Regions from separate parts of the Sus scrofa genome. Here region 2 is linked to region 1. Evidence: chromatin contacts called from public Hi-C data. All regions are on one chromosome and are shown on one strand. Each heading gives the region's core, a stretch centred on a gene start, on an enhancer-like site or on the middle of the called end of the contact. The rest is flanking DNA. Distances are from core to core; before and after follow the strand shown.

Region 1 (6,376 bases), core at 2,899-5,398:
GGGGGCAGAGTGAACACGGAGCAGGTGGAGCCGTCTCGGCTTCCCGCCCCTCGTCACAGCCCTCCTTCCCGTGTGTGTCCCGCTCTGCCCCCTGGAGCGTCACGCCTGTGTCCTGTGCTCCCGGGGAGGCATTCTTTTCTTCTGTGAGCTTCTGTGGGACCCGAACATGTTGGCCACGCATCTGAGGCAGCCTTATGAGCCCCTGGGAGGATGGTGCCTGGGGCTGGGCGGGGGTCGGTGGTGCAGGAAGGCCTGGCTCCTTGCCAGTCCGTTGCCCGGGACCCTTGAGCACAGAGCTCTGGCTGTGCCTGTCCTCTGCTGGGGGCTGCGGGGGGCAGAGCTCCGCAGGGGATGGAGGGGCACAGGGCGGGAGGGCCCTGCAGAGAGCAGACACTGGTGCCAAGCACAGCCTCTGCTCAGTGGCATTCTCTCACGTGAGTGCTGTTGTTTCTTAGGTTCGGGTGCATTTAAAAACAGGGTGACCAGTGTAAGAAGCCCAAGGATTCGTTTTGTACATGAGTCTGCTGAGGATTCCTGAGTGTGCCAGGCCCCTCCTGTGTGGCAGTCTGTCGAGGCCTCCTACCGTAGCCGATGTCATGGGCAGTACAGCCGTGCTGGGAGGATGGTGGCCCGCGTGCAGGTCGGCCCAGGGGCCCAGGAGCAGGGTCTGCCCGCAGATGGTCCCACAGCTGAAGAGAGCTCAGGAGCGCGGCCCAGCCTGCCTCCCGGTCCTGCTCCAGGCCGCATCCCAGCCCTGCCCGGGTCGCCGGCTAGTGGTGCAAGGGCGGACCTGGGCCACAGGCCTCTTGAGCAGGACTCTCCTCAGCCCCGTCTAATGTCCCTTAGTTTTGCTCTGGGTGATGCTTGTGAACTGCTCTGAGTCAACATGGGACTTTCTTCCCCAATATTTGAATGTAATTTATTGCAGTAAAATTCACCCAACTTGAACTGAATCACTTTAGACTGTGTGGGTAGTGGCGTTTAGTACATGCCCAGCACTGTGCGGGGGGCGGTGGGGGGGATGCACCCCCGGGGGCGCCCCCTGTCCCCCATCCCCGCCTGGTTCTGGAGCATCTCCATCTCCCGAGGGGCCCAGACCTCTTTCCCTCCCTCCCCACAGCCCCGTGGAGGGTCTGTTCTGGGTGTTTGTTGTGTGTGGAATGGTGCATGTATGTTCCGTGTCTGGCCGCTTCAGTAGCATCATTTTATTTTAGGCTCATAGCAAAATGGAGAGGCAGATGCTGGGACACCCCCCCCACATTCCCTCCCTGTGAACACAGCCCCCCCTTGCTATCAGCATCCCACGTCGGGGAGGGGTGCCTTGTTGTCCCTGACAAGCCTCATCACTGTCGTTGTCCCCTGGAGCCCGTGCCCCCCACCACCCTGGGCTGGCTGGCGATGCTCTGTGGTCTCTGGTTTGGACAAATGGATATGATGATGGGGACCCAATCGCATGGTATCGTGGGAGTAATTTCACTGCCCTAAAAAAACAGGATTTTTTTTTTTTTAAACACTCGAGTTCCCTGGTGGCCTAGCAGGCACTGTGGCTCTGGTCACTGCTGTGGTGTGGGTGCCATCCCTGGTCCAGGAACTTCTGCACGCCGGTGGGCACAGCCAAAAAAAAAAAAAAAAAAAGATATAAAAGGCTCGAAACAGCCTCCTAAAGGAGACGCTTTTGTGAACGAGAGCATCAGACAGTCAGGCTCTTGAGCTGAAATTTGGAATGAAATGAACACTCTCCAGCGGGTCACTGGTTAGCGGTAGCTTGGGGGCTGGGAGGTGAGCGAGGTGGGAGCTCCTCCCCTCTCGCTCTGTGTGACACAGACCCTGTGTGTCACCTGGATGCCCTGCCACAAACAAGCTGCTACGGAAGATCGGGCTGTGTTACCAGCATGGCTGAGCTCTCTGGCATGCGGTGGGGTGAGTTAGGAATCCCACCGCAGCGGCTCAGGTTGCTGTGGAGGTGCAGGTTTGATCCCCGGCCCAGTGCCATGGGTTAAGGGACCCGGTGTTGCCGCAGGTCATAGCTGTGGCAGGGGTTCGGTCCCTGGCCTGGGAACTTCCGTATGCCGCAGGTGCGGCCATAAATAAATAAATACTAAAAGGGGGGCCATCTCCCCTATTTCTTCTAGATCCAGAACACTTTCATCCTGCAGATCCAACACCCCATCCCCGTTAAACACTGGCTCCCATTCTCCGTGTCCCCAGCCCCTGGCCCCCCTGCTCTATTTCTGCCTCTCTGAATGTGCCTGTCCTCGGTGCTCGGTTGAAGTGGTGACGGGCTGGGTTCACTTAGCAGTGTCCTCGGAGCTCATCCGCGTGGCAGCTGTGTCAGAATCCCCTTCCTGCTGAGGCTGACAGCCCCCTGCACGTTTGCACCAGCCTCTATCGTGCGTTCCCCGACAGTGGACCGAGGTTGCTCCCCCGTTTGACGGCCGTGAGTGCAGCGGTATGAACGTGGAGGCGCCAGCAGCTCTGACCTGGTCCTGGGCCTAGAGCCGGCGGCAGCTTGTAACGAGGTTGTCTCTCCTGTCACAGGCGCCTGCAGGAGGAGGACCAGCAGTTTAGGACCTCGTCGCTGCCTGCCATCCCCAACCCCTTCCCCGAGCTCTGTGGCCCCGGGAGCCCCCCTGTGCTCTCGCCCGGCTCCTTACCGCCAGGCCAGGCCGCTGCCAAGCAGGTAAGCCCACCTCTGGTTTGAGCGTCAGGCTGCTCGGGCATGGGGCTGAGACGGGTGAGCTGGCTTTTTACTTTGGGAAGAAGGGAGGGAAGTTGTGGGATCTCTGCTTCTCGGTCTTTTCCCGTTGCTGCCAGACTTGTAGCTTCATGAGGCTTTTTAATCCATCGGCCACAACTCCACTTAGGTCGGGGACGTTTTAGAGACAACCTTTGGGATGTGTTAGATGTTTAGATGTTACAGAAGAGTCTCATAAAAATGGTGAATGATAGTGGTAGTAGTAATTTGGTGCTGAAAGATGAATTTCAGTTCCCCGGGGACATGTCTCCACTGTCGTCTTTGTCTGCATACTGAGCCCTTAAATGCTGGGCCTCCTGGGCACCCGGGCTGGACGCTTTGCAACATTCCTGACTCTCAGTATGATCCGCTCCGTATAATCTTGACTGGACCCAGAAGATGCCAGCACCTTTTTAAACCAGCAGTTTCTACCTTAAAGTCAAACTGTGCTGCCTGTTACACAGCCGTCACCCCCGAGGTGGGAAACGGAGGCTGAGTTTCAGTACCGTGTCCAAGGTCAAACCGCCCGCCATCCCCTGTTGGCAGGGTGGGCTGCAGGCTTGGGAGGGAGACCCAGCGATGCTCTGCCAGGGTGTGTGGGGGGTGATAATGGTAACAACGATGATGCCAACAGCATCTGTGGTCTCTACTGCCCGGCGGTCAGTGGTGGAGCTACTGGGGGAACCGGAGTGGGTGATGGAGCTTGGGAGTGATTTGAATGGTGGAGCTGCAGGGGGCGTGGTAGAACTGGGGGTGGGGGCTAGAGCCTGTGTGAGTGGTGGAGCTGCAGGGGGCTGACCCAGTGTGGGTGGTGGAGCTAGTGGTGGGGGGTTTGCTGGTGTGAGCAGTGGAGCTGGGGGGCGGGTGTGGGTGGTGGAGCTGGGGAGGGAGCAGGTGTGGGTGGTGGAGCTGGAGGGGTAGGTATGTGATGGAGCTGGGGGGTGGGGCTGACCCGAGGGTCGGGCACTCTGATTCCAGCCACTAAACCAGGCATGTCCTGGGAACTTGCTGTCCTCTCTGCCCCGTGGACCTCGGCCACTTCCCTGCCTTTTCTGCGAGAGCCGCCCTCTTCTTCTCTGCACTTTTCCGCCCTCGGCGTCCTCAAGGCCAGATGGGCCTTGTCCTTCTTTTGCAAACCCACCCCCTGGGGCCCTGGGGTCTGCCCTGGGGGGAGGGAGGCAGTCCCCAGGGCAGCTCCCCTTCTGCCCTGGCAGCCCCCGCCCCCGTCAGCCCCCAGGAGGTGAGGTGGGGCCTCTGTCTGGAGCCTGGGGCGGTGGCACTTGTCACATGCCTGACGTACATCTGGGAAGGCTGCCTTCCCATTGACCTTCTGTTGCAAGTAAGAGGGTCTAGACACGCTGTCTGTGGCCTGGGCACGGAGCTTGTTTACAGCCTTCCCATCCTAAAATAAGACCACGGAAATAGTATCTGGCTCACTCAGTGGCTGGCAGGAACACAGGCCTCCACCCCCATGGACCGTCCAAGTCTGGAAGCAGGATCAGGAAACCCAGGAATTCTGCCTGCTGTTTTTCTTGGGATCAGAGTTGGTTCCCCACGAGAACGCTGCATGGGTGCCTGTGTTTCTGTCCAGGTTCCTCCAGCCCTCGGGGCCCAGCAGCCAGGAAGGGCGCCCCCGTGCTTTGCAGGCGTGGGGAACCTGGGCTTCTGCGTGGCGCTGAGCTGGCTCGAAGGGCGTTTCTGTCCCGCAGAAGAGGGATACCCTGAAGCATGTGTTCTGGGGGCGGTGATGCCCGGCTGCCCGGAGCTGCTGCTCAGCCTCCGGGGCGGACCGTGACGGGAGCGGGGCCTCCTTTGCTGCTCCCCGAGGGAGGGAGAAAGCTGCCCTTCTTCCTCTTGCTGCAAAGTCAGAGGAAGCAGCTGGGGTTGGCGTCCCCTCCCAGTGCTGAGGTGGCATAAAAAGGGACGCAACTCGCGGGACGCCTGGGGCCACCCAATGCCGCCTCCTTCCCTGGAGGTCCCCTGGGCAGGAGGAAAGTGTTAGCGTCTGGGAGGAGCCGGGAGCCGTGGGACCTCTGTCTGGTCTCTGGTCAGAGGGGCGGGAGGAGCGAGGGGGTCAGGCAGCCCCGCCTTCTCGCCAGCGCCTTCTAGATCCATCTCGGACAGGGCAGGGCCTCCTCCCCCGCGCCCTGGTTCTTGCTCTGCAACCATGGGTGGCTGCTCAGTGAGGCGGGTGTGGGCAGGTGTGGATCGCAGGCCTGCCTGGAAAGCAGCCACTGTGATGCGATGTGACGTGTGACAGTACTGTCCCACTCCCCGGGTAACACTGCGTGGCAGGACAGCCCCGTGGCTGCAGGCAGGACCCGAAGCCCCCCTGGCAGGCCAGCCCCAGACAGCCGAGGCTCGGGTTCACTGCTGCAGCCGGCTCTGCCACAGCTCCAGCCCGACTGCCCTATAGGCCTGCAGGCTGGGCCCTTTGCAGCCTACTGTGTGCCAGGCCCTCTGCCAGACCCTGAAGCGAGCTGGTTGGCTGCAGTGTGGGCCCCGCCCACAAGGACCCTCCTGTGACAGTGACAGCAGCCGCCATCTCTGAGGAAGGCAGAACAGCAACGGGGGGGAGTTGAGGAGGCATCGCCTGCCTGGAAGGACTGGATGTCCCCGGAGCCACCGGCGTTCTCCGCACGAGGCACCAGGCGAAGCCTGGAAGTTCTCCCACGCTGCCCCCACCTGGGGCTGTGTCCACTCTGCGGTCGCATCCTGGCCATGGGCTGTGGGAGAGGCGTCCTGGGCTGGCCCGAGCTGAGGGCATCCTGGCGGTCGGGGTGCCGCGTGGGCTGCACGTCTGCGTTCCTGGGGTGCCTGTGTTAGAGCCCAGCCCTGCTGCCATGGCCTTAGGTTCGGGCCTAGGGAGGGGTCCTGGGGTGGCAGTAGAAGGGGAGCACCAGTGAGGACAGGGTGAGAGCACAGCAGCAGACAGGCCTCAGTGTCCTCACCAGAGCCCCACCTGCGCCCTTTGACCCCGACCCCGGGCTCCAGAACCGTGAGAAGTAAGGGTAACTTCTGTCTTAAGAGGGTCACCGGAGCAGAAGGATGCATTGCCTGGCCCAGGGAGAGGCTTTCCATGTGTCACGTGGTACTGTGGTCACGTGCAGGTCCGGGTCCTATCGGGAAGGGCCGGGTGCTTTAGCACCTGTCTCAAGGTGGTCACTGCTCGTGTCCACACGGCAGAGAGCAGACGGTTCCCACGTGGGGCCACACCATGCCCAGAAGCTGCAGTACTTGGGCTGGAAGCGGAGGCAGGACTTGGCCTGGATGAGTCCAGAGCCTGTGGGTCCTCCGTTCGCTGCTGGGAAGGATGCTTTTGTGTGAGAGGCAGCGTGAGCGCAGCACACGTTTCTGATTAAGCGCCTTGGTCCCGCAGAGGGCGGGAGTCAGGAAGCTTTTTTCCACTTAAGCAGGAGCTCTTCTGAGGGAGCAGCCTCTCAGAAGAGGCCCTGGGGCTTGGTGGGAAAGTGCTGCTCCTTCTGGGGTGAGCCAGCCTGGGGACTGCGGCTGCGGAGCCTGGGGACTGGGTTTCATATGAAGGGGGGTGGGCTCTGTGGCCCCTCTGGAAATGCCATACAGCGACAGGGGAGCAACAGGGCAGCCAGACCCTGCAGCTCCACCACAGAAGCAGCACCACTG
Region 2 (6,421 bases), core at 1,452-3,951, 380 kb before region 1:
TTGAATATTACGTTATGCTATTCTGACTTTTATTTAAATCTTATGGGAATATTGCTCCCTTTGTTTTATCAAGCAATTGACTCAATTGAGCTCAGCCTAAAATTTCTGCCATGCTTTCCATGGTTACTGTTTCTGTGTCATTTCCGCTTACAAAGCTTTCAGCTCTTTCCCATGTTTGGAAAGTCTGGGACCTGGCAGGTCGTTTGTCTCATAGTCCAGTACTCGAAGCACATGGTTGCTACTAAGAGTCAGGTCCACATATGTGCACTTTGGAGATGCTTCTGGGAGTCAATACAGTGATAGACCTCATGGAGTTTTCTGAGCTCTTCCTTCCCCACGGTCTCCCAGGGCTGTCTGCTTCTCTAGGCTCTCTGTCTGGGTCCTCCAGCCAGAAAACCAGGGATCCGTTTACCATGCTCTGAGGTGCACATCCTGTGCCTGCCCACTTTGAGGGCAAAGCAGCAGAAGGACAGAGAGGGGAAAAGCAGTGGGGTTTACCCCACCCTCTTGGAACCACAGCTCCTCTCTCTTACAGCATCTGGGTCCTTTGGGCCCCAGCCAGCACCTCTGCCTCCACGGGGCTGCTTGGGGTGGGAGCTGAGCATTCAGGAGTATTCCTCACTCTCTCTGAGCACTGGGGAACCCGCTCTTGCTCCTGGAGCAGGCCTAAGAGAGTTTCTCCTGGCCATACTCTATCCCTGCCTTTGCCCTCTGCAGACTTCCAGCTGCATCGAGTCCAGGACTGGAAAAAAGCAAACCAAGCACTTGTTTGGTGGCACTGATAATTCCAGGCTTTATCCCCAATTCACCGGTTACTGTTTATTTCTCCGAGTTCCCAGGTCACTGCTCTGTGCCTCTGGCCAGGCTCTATCACTGCACTGAGTCCCAGGGACAGGACGTAGTGCGCTTATTCCCTCAGAGCCACTGGCTTTTTCCTCTAACATCCATGTGCCTGGTACATCCAGACAGCAGAATATTATTCGACAGCAAAAGGAAGTGAGCTACGAGGCCAAGAAAGACATGAAGAACCTTAAAAGCATTACTAAGTGAAAGACGTTCATCTGAAAAGACCACACACTGGGACTCTTTTTTGGTCTTTTTGCCATTTTTCTTGGGCCACTCCAGTGGCATATGGACGTTCCCAGGCCAGGGGTCCAATCAGAGCTGTAGCTGCCAGCCTATGCCAGAGCCACAGCAATTCGGGATCTGAGCCGTGTCTGCAAACTACACCACAGCCCACGGCAACGCCGGGTCCTTAACCCACTGAGCGAGGCCAGGGATTGAACCCACAACCTCATGGTTCCTAGTCGGATTCGTTAACCACTGAGCCACCACGGGAACTCCTGGGACTCTTAATATATGACTTTCTAGAAAAGACAAAACTACAGAGACAGTAAAAAGACGAGTGGCTGCCTGGTTAAGGAGTTAGGGAGAAGAGGAAGGATGACATGGGGGACTAAGTGTCATCTAATTGGTGTCACTGCTCCGTAAAACACTGTCACAGTGGATGCATCCTTGTATATTTGTCTAAACCCCTACAATCTGTAACCCCAACAGTGGAGTCTCATGCAGGCCAGCGTTTCAGGGTGATAATGATGCTAATGCAGGTTGATCAGTTCCGACAAAGGTACCACTGTGCTGCAGGTGGTGCTGGTGGCAGAGGCTGTGGTGGGGAGGACAGGGGCTTCTTTGAGAAACTGCTGTGCTTCTGCTGATTTTTGCTGTAAATCTAAAACTGCGCCAGGAGTTTCTGCTGTGGCTCAACAGGATCAGCAGTGTCTCTGCAGTGCCAGGACACAGGTTCAATCCCTGGCTGGGCACAGTGAGTTAAAAGGATCCAGAGTTACCGCAGATGTGGCGTTAGGTGGCCACTGTGGCTCAGATCTGATCCCTGGCTGAAGCATTCCACATGCCACAGGGTGGCCAAAAACAAACAAACAAAAAAAACCCAAAAAACAAAAAGCTGCTCTAAAAAATAGTCTTATTTTACTTATTTATTTATTTGTCTTTTTGCCTTTTCTAGGGCCACACCCGTGGCATGTGGAGGTTCCCAGGCTAGGGGTCTAATCAGAGCTGCAGCCACAGCCCTACGCCAGAGCCACAGCAATGCAGGATACGAGCCGCCTCTGTGACCTACACCACAGCTCACGGCAATGCCAGATTCTTAACCCACTGAGCAAGGCCAGGGATCGAACCCGCAACCTCATGGTGCCTAGTCGGATTCGTTAACCTCTGTGCCACGACGTGAATTCCTAAAGCCTTATGTTAAAAAGACGTGTCAAAGCATCTCATATGAAACTAATAATTGTGGGGCTTAGTAAATACAGTTGAAAATTTCAGGCAGTTTATTCGAAAACATAAAACTGTCAAAGAAAAAATAGCGCACCTCTGGAAATAGAGTCCTTTCATGCATGTGGTTTGTAGTGAGAGCGTGGCTGCCCGCTAGCGTCCTCTGCATGTTTTCTGGATCCTTATTAGAATGACCTGCGTCTTGGTAGATCATTTTAGAAAACGTTGAAACTTCACGATTTAGCTTAGTATTTAAAATGCATGCAATGCCTTTCCTGGAAATTTGCAGTGTGGCCTCTCAGTAAATCACCGAGGTTTTCAAAAACCAAGTCCTGTGATCATTAGGCTCTCGGTGCTGAGCTGGTGGCAGGGTGGGGCCTGCTGGTAACAGGAGAATGACGACAGCTGTAGGGTTGCTCGCAGGCTCGGGAGAGGCGATGTGCGCGTGTGCGGCAGCCAGGCCTGGCAGAGGGGGCCCAGTGGTCTCCAGGTTGAAATCCGCAAGGAAAACACGTCCCCTGCGGGGGGGCCCCCATCCCGGGTCTACAGCTGGTAGCTGCTGTTTTATTTTGTTGTGTCTGCCGGCGTTTTGCTTTTGGAGGAGCGCCCGGCAGAGGCTGCTCTGCGCTCCTGGCTCTGGAGCCGGAATCACGATCCGTCTAAATATAGTGCCCTTGTCTCCGGTGCGGCCGAAGGAGGGGATCGGTGGCCATAAATGGGAGCGCCCTCCCTGGGGCTGGTGCTCAATTCAGCTCATCTCGGGATCAGGTTCGCCCTGTTTGCTGCGCGTGTGCGTGGGAGTTTCTGTGAATGTGCGGCTTCTAAATTTATGTATCACTTGATACGAGTACTGACATCCTGGGGTTGCGGCGCTGGCACCCAGGTTGGCCACTATGGTTTTGGTCCGGAGATAGGATTGTCCTTTCGGCGTCCCCAGGGGCCGCACTTCTTGTCTCCTTGGCTGCCTGTAGGCACAGAGAGATAGGTAAAGACACAAAACGGATCCGTTCTGGGGTGTGGACCAACCACCCTCTCTCCCCTCACGAGGTCCCCACAGGCAGCTCTGGGATGTTCAAAAAGCTTGCAGAGAAGGGAGGTGGGCGCCCACCCCGCTCCTTCCCGACGCCTTGGGTCAGCTCGGTGCCCAGTGTGTGCGCAGGATGCCACGGTAGTGGGTTCTCGTAGCAGCCTGGAAGGGGGGCCCTGTTGTCACCTGCATTTGACAGCATGGGAAGCGCAGTGGAGCGAGAGCGAGGCGTCCTCGCTGTGTCCAGCTGTCCATCCACCGGGCCACCGACTGTCTGTCCATCTGTTATTTGTTATCAGTTGTACACACGTAGGTCACTGAGGCAAATCAAGATCACAATTTTTTCTTAATTAAGGATGACATATGTGGGAGTAAAAGATTACATATAGAGTAAAAATAAATGACACTATCTGAAAGAAAAAATTTTAAATAGCTTTTTTAATCATTATATTTCTAAAATAAAAAAAGTGACTATGACTGTAATTGGGGAAAAACTAACAAGTTATTTCAAATACGGTTTCTCGGATTCTTTGTGAAGTTGTCTGTCTTACACATCTGAAAAATTAAAGATAGCCTCTCCTTCTGGAGTTGGGTTCTCGATTGGGTAGGTGGGAATGGGGCAGGAAGGAGGAAAGGGGTCAGCCTTCGGAAGAGGGAGCAGGAGGGGCTGGAGAAAGAGCAGCAGGGACGGAAAACCAGGGACCAAGAGGCCCACTGCGGGGGAGGGGATGGGGTAGGCACTCTCAGATAGGAGGGGTGCTGGCTCTCCTGCTGGCTGAAGCAGCCCACAGGAAACAGCGCCCCCACCCTCCTGTGGTTCAGGGGTCCTCTCTGCAGCCTCCCGCATCTACCCCAGAGGACGCTTCCCAGGAAAAAGAAGGAAGCTCAGGGCCAATGAAGATTAAATAAGATGATGAGGGCGGCTTTGCTAACACGGGGAACCCCCAAACCCTCCCAGGGCAGGTCGGAAAAGAAAGGGGGGAACTGGCGGCTCCAGAATGTCATCAGGCTCCCCAGACACTCTGGCTGGAAAAAAAAAGAAAAAAAAAAAAAGAGAGATTGTTGCCTTTATTTTCCACCGTGAGGTGACAGCTGGAACTTCTAACCCCTGGATAATTTTTTAAATATGCATCATTCTTAACGGCAGTGTCGTTGATCTGCGGCGTTGTGTCACTTCTGCAGCCCAGCACAGGGACCCCGTCACACGCGTGTCCTTTCCCTCTCTCGTATTATCTTCCACCGACCGCACAGCAGGAGCTCCTTGCTTATCCTTCCTAAACGTGAGAGTTGACACCTACCAACCCCAGACTCCCCGTCCACCCCACTCCCTCCTCCTTGGCAACACTAGTCTGTTCTCTAGGTCTTGGATTGTTCTAAACTCACGGGGGGGGGGGGGGCGCAGGGGATGCTTCCAGCTGATGCGGCTGCTGTTGCTGCATCAGTCTCCCCTCCCAGCAGCCCGGGCACCTGTAATTTTGCAAGCTTCCCACATGATCCCAGGGGGCTCCAGCGTCTCCCCGGCCTCTGCCTGCCCATCTGCTCCCAGATGGTGATGGTGGAGACACCGATTTGCAGGCACGACTCCTTGTCTTTGCTGGGGCTTCACTCCCCAGCCCTCCCTCCCCCCGTATCTGCTCTGGGGACAGGGGAGGCAATGGGCTGGGAACCCCAGGGGCCAACACTGAGGCACAGTTCAGCCCTGTTGGCCGTGGCCTCATCAGATCCATCTGGAAGTGCGGGTTCCCCACCAATCTACAGGTTCTTATTGTGAGAAGGGGATTCTGAACCTCGTCCCTGAGAACTGCTTCAGCTTCATGCAGCGTGACTGCAGAGAGACATACAGAGGGGCTCGAGGAGATTTACACCTCAAAGATGGACACAAATGCGACTGGTTCTTGCATCTCCCTGGTGTCCGGCCGGGCCTTTCCTGCAGTGGGGGAGGCCTGCGGGCGTACTGGAGCTTGTCACCGTGGATTTGATTGTTGAATTAGGCAAGGTAATGGTTTTCAAACAGGTCATGTTAGCTTGTCTCTCCGGTGAAGCTTTTAATTCATTTTAGGATCTTGACTTTAAATGCTGTATTATTCCATTCACTATAAATACTCCGTTAATGTAGCTGCCCAATTGCTCAGGAGGCAAGAGCTGCCTTTGGGGCAGGGTGATAATTTCCCTTCTACAACGCAAGCAAGTGTCAGAAGGTAAGTCAGCCTCAGTTACCTGGTTACCTGCTCTCTAGCATGGTTTTCTCAGGACTGTCCCTGTAGACATGGGCTTGTTTCTTGGTAAAGGGGGAGATTTTTAAATTGTGGTGCCTGCTGTATTGCTCCCAACACCTTTTTCTTTTTGCTCTTTAAGGCTAAACCCACATCATATGGTGATTCCCAGGCTAGGGGTCCTATCGGAGCTTCAGCTGCCAGCCTATGCCACAGCCACAGCAATTTGGGATCTGAGCTGTATCTGCAACCTACACCACAGCTCACAGCAACGCTGGATGTTTAACCCACTGAGCAAGGCCAGGGATTGAACCTGCCTCCTTTTTAGTTGGCTCTCTGCCTCCTAAGTAAACTTCATCCATCCATTCATTCATTCATTCATCCAGAGCAACCTACTTTGCCTTCCTTAAGCATTTACCTTAGGTTACACAAACGTAATCATATTCTTTCTCTTCCACCCATTGGCTTCTGTACACTTTATCTAAATAACATGATCAGAACAGGCAGGTGCTGCTGGTACAAGCAGTGTGGGGCCAACAGAATCGCCCCTTGGGTGGACGGAACCGTGGAGCCGCCGGCCGGAGGGCAGCCCCCCAGCTCCCAGGACAGTCGTGTGTGGCAGAGGGGGGTGGAGGAGACTGCAGCTGTCAAGAGAGAAGTCGAAAAAGTGCCGCAGGTCCCCGAGGGCTGTGTGCCCCCAGAGGACTTTGGGACTGTATCTTACCTATTGGAGTTGGCACGCTTTTCTGTAAAGGGCTGGAGAGCAAAAGCTTGGGGTCTTCAGGCTGTGTGTCTCCAGGGGCACCACTCGACTCTGGCTCTGGGGCCGTGTGGCCAAGGCCTTGGCATGTCAGTGAGCGGGTGTGGCTGGGAGCCCATAAAGCTTTATTAT

Evidence for each region. A called contact is a pair of places that touch in the nucleus more often than the background predicts.
Region 2: a contact with region 1 is called in a Hi-C map of skeletal muscle, with 2.7 times the contacts expected there. The contact joins two enhancer-like sites. A contact is called at or near these places in 1 of 47 Hi-C or Micro-C datasets (skeletal muscle) and 1 of 2 datasets of contacts at active chromatin or transcription factors (skeletal muscle).

Annotation. Positions count from the first base shown.
Region 1 is chr9:136,636,918-136,643,293 of Sscrofa11.1, reverse strand. It overlaps GRB10 (growth factor receptor bound protein 10), which reads left to right. Exons shown (of 19, transcript NM_001134965.1): 7 at 2,539-2,680. Among named protein-coding and RNA genes, the nearest start is that of DDC, 69 kb to the right of the region's middle. Within about 2 kb of position 4,148, at least 19 of the 83 cell types and tissues checked have an H3K27ac peak or open chromatin away from gene starts, as enhancers often do. A contact at or near this core is called in skeletal muscle, where this site is marked.
Region 2 is chr9:137,020,056-137,026,476 of Sscrofa11.1, reverse strand. The region is part of intron 1 of COBL (protein cordon-bleu); the gene reads left to right. Among named protein-coding and RNA genes, the nearest start is that of COBL, 32 kb to the left of the region's middle. Within about 2 kb of position 2,701, at least 9 of the 83 cell types and tissues checked have an H3K27ac peak or open chromatin away from gene starts, as enhancers often do. A contact at or near this core is called in skeletal muscle, where this site is marked.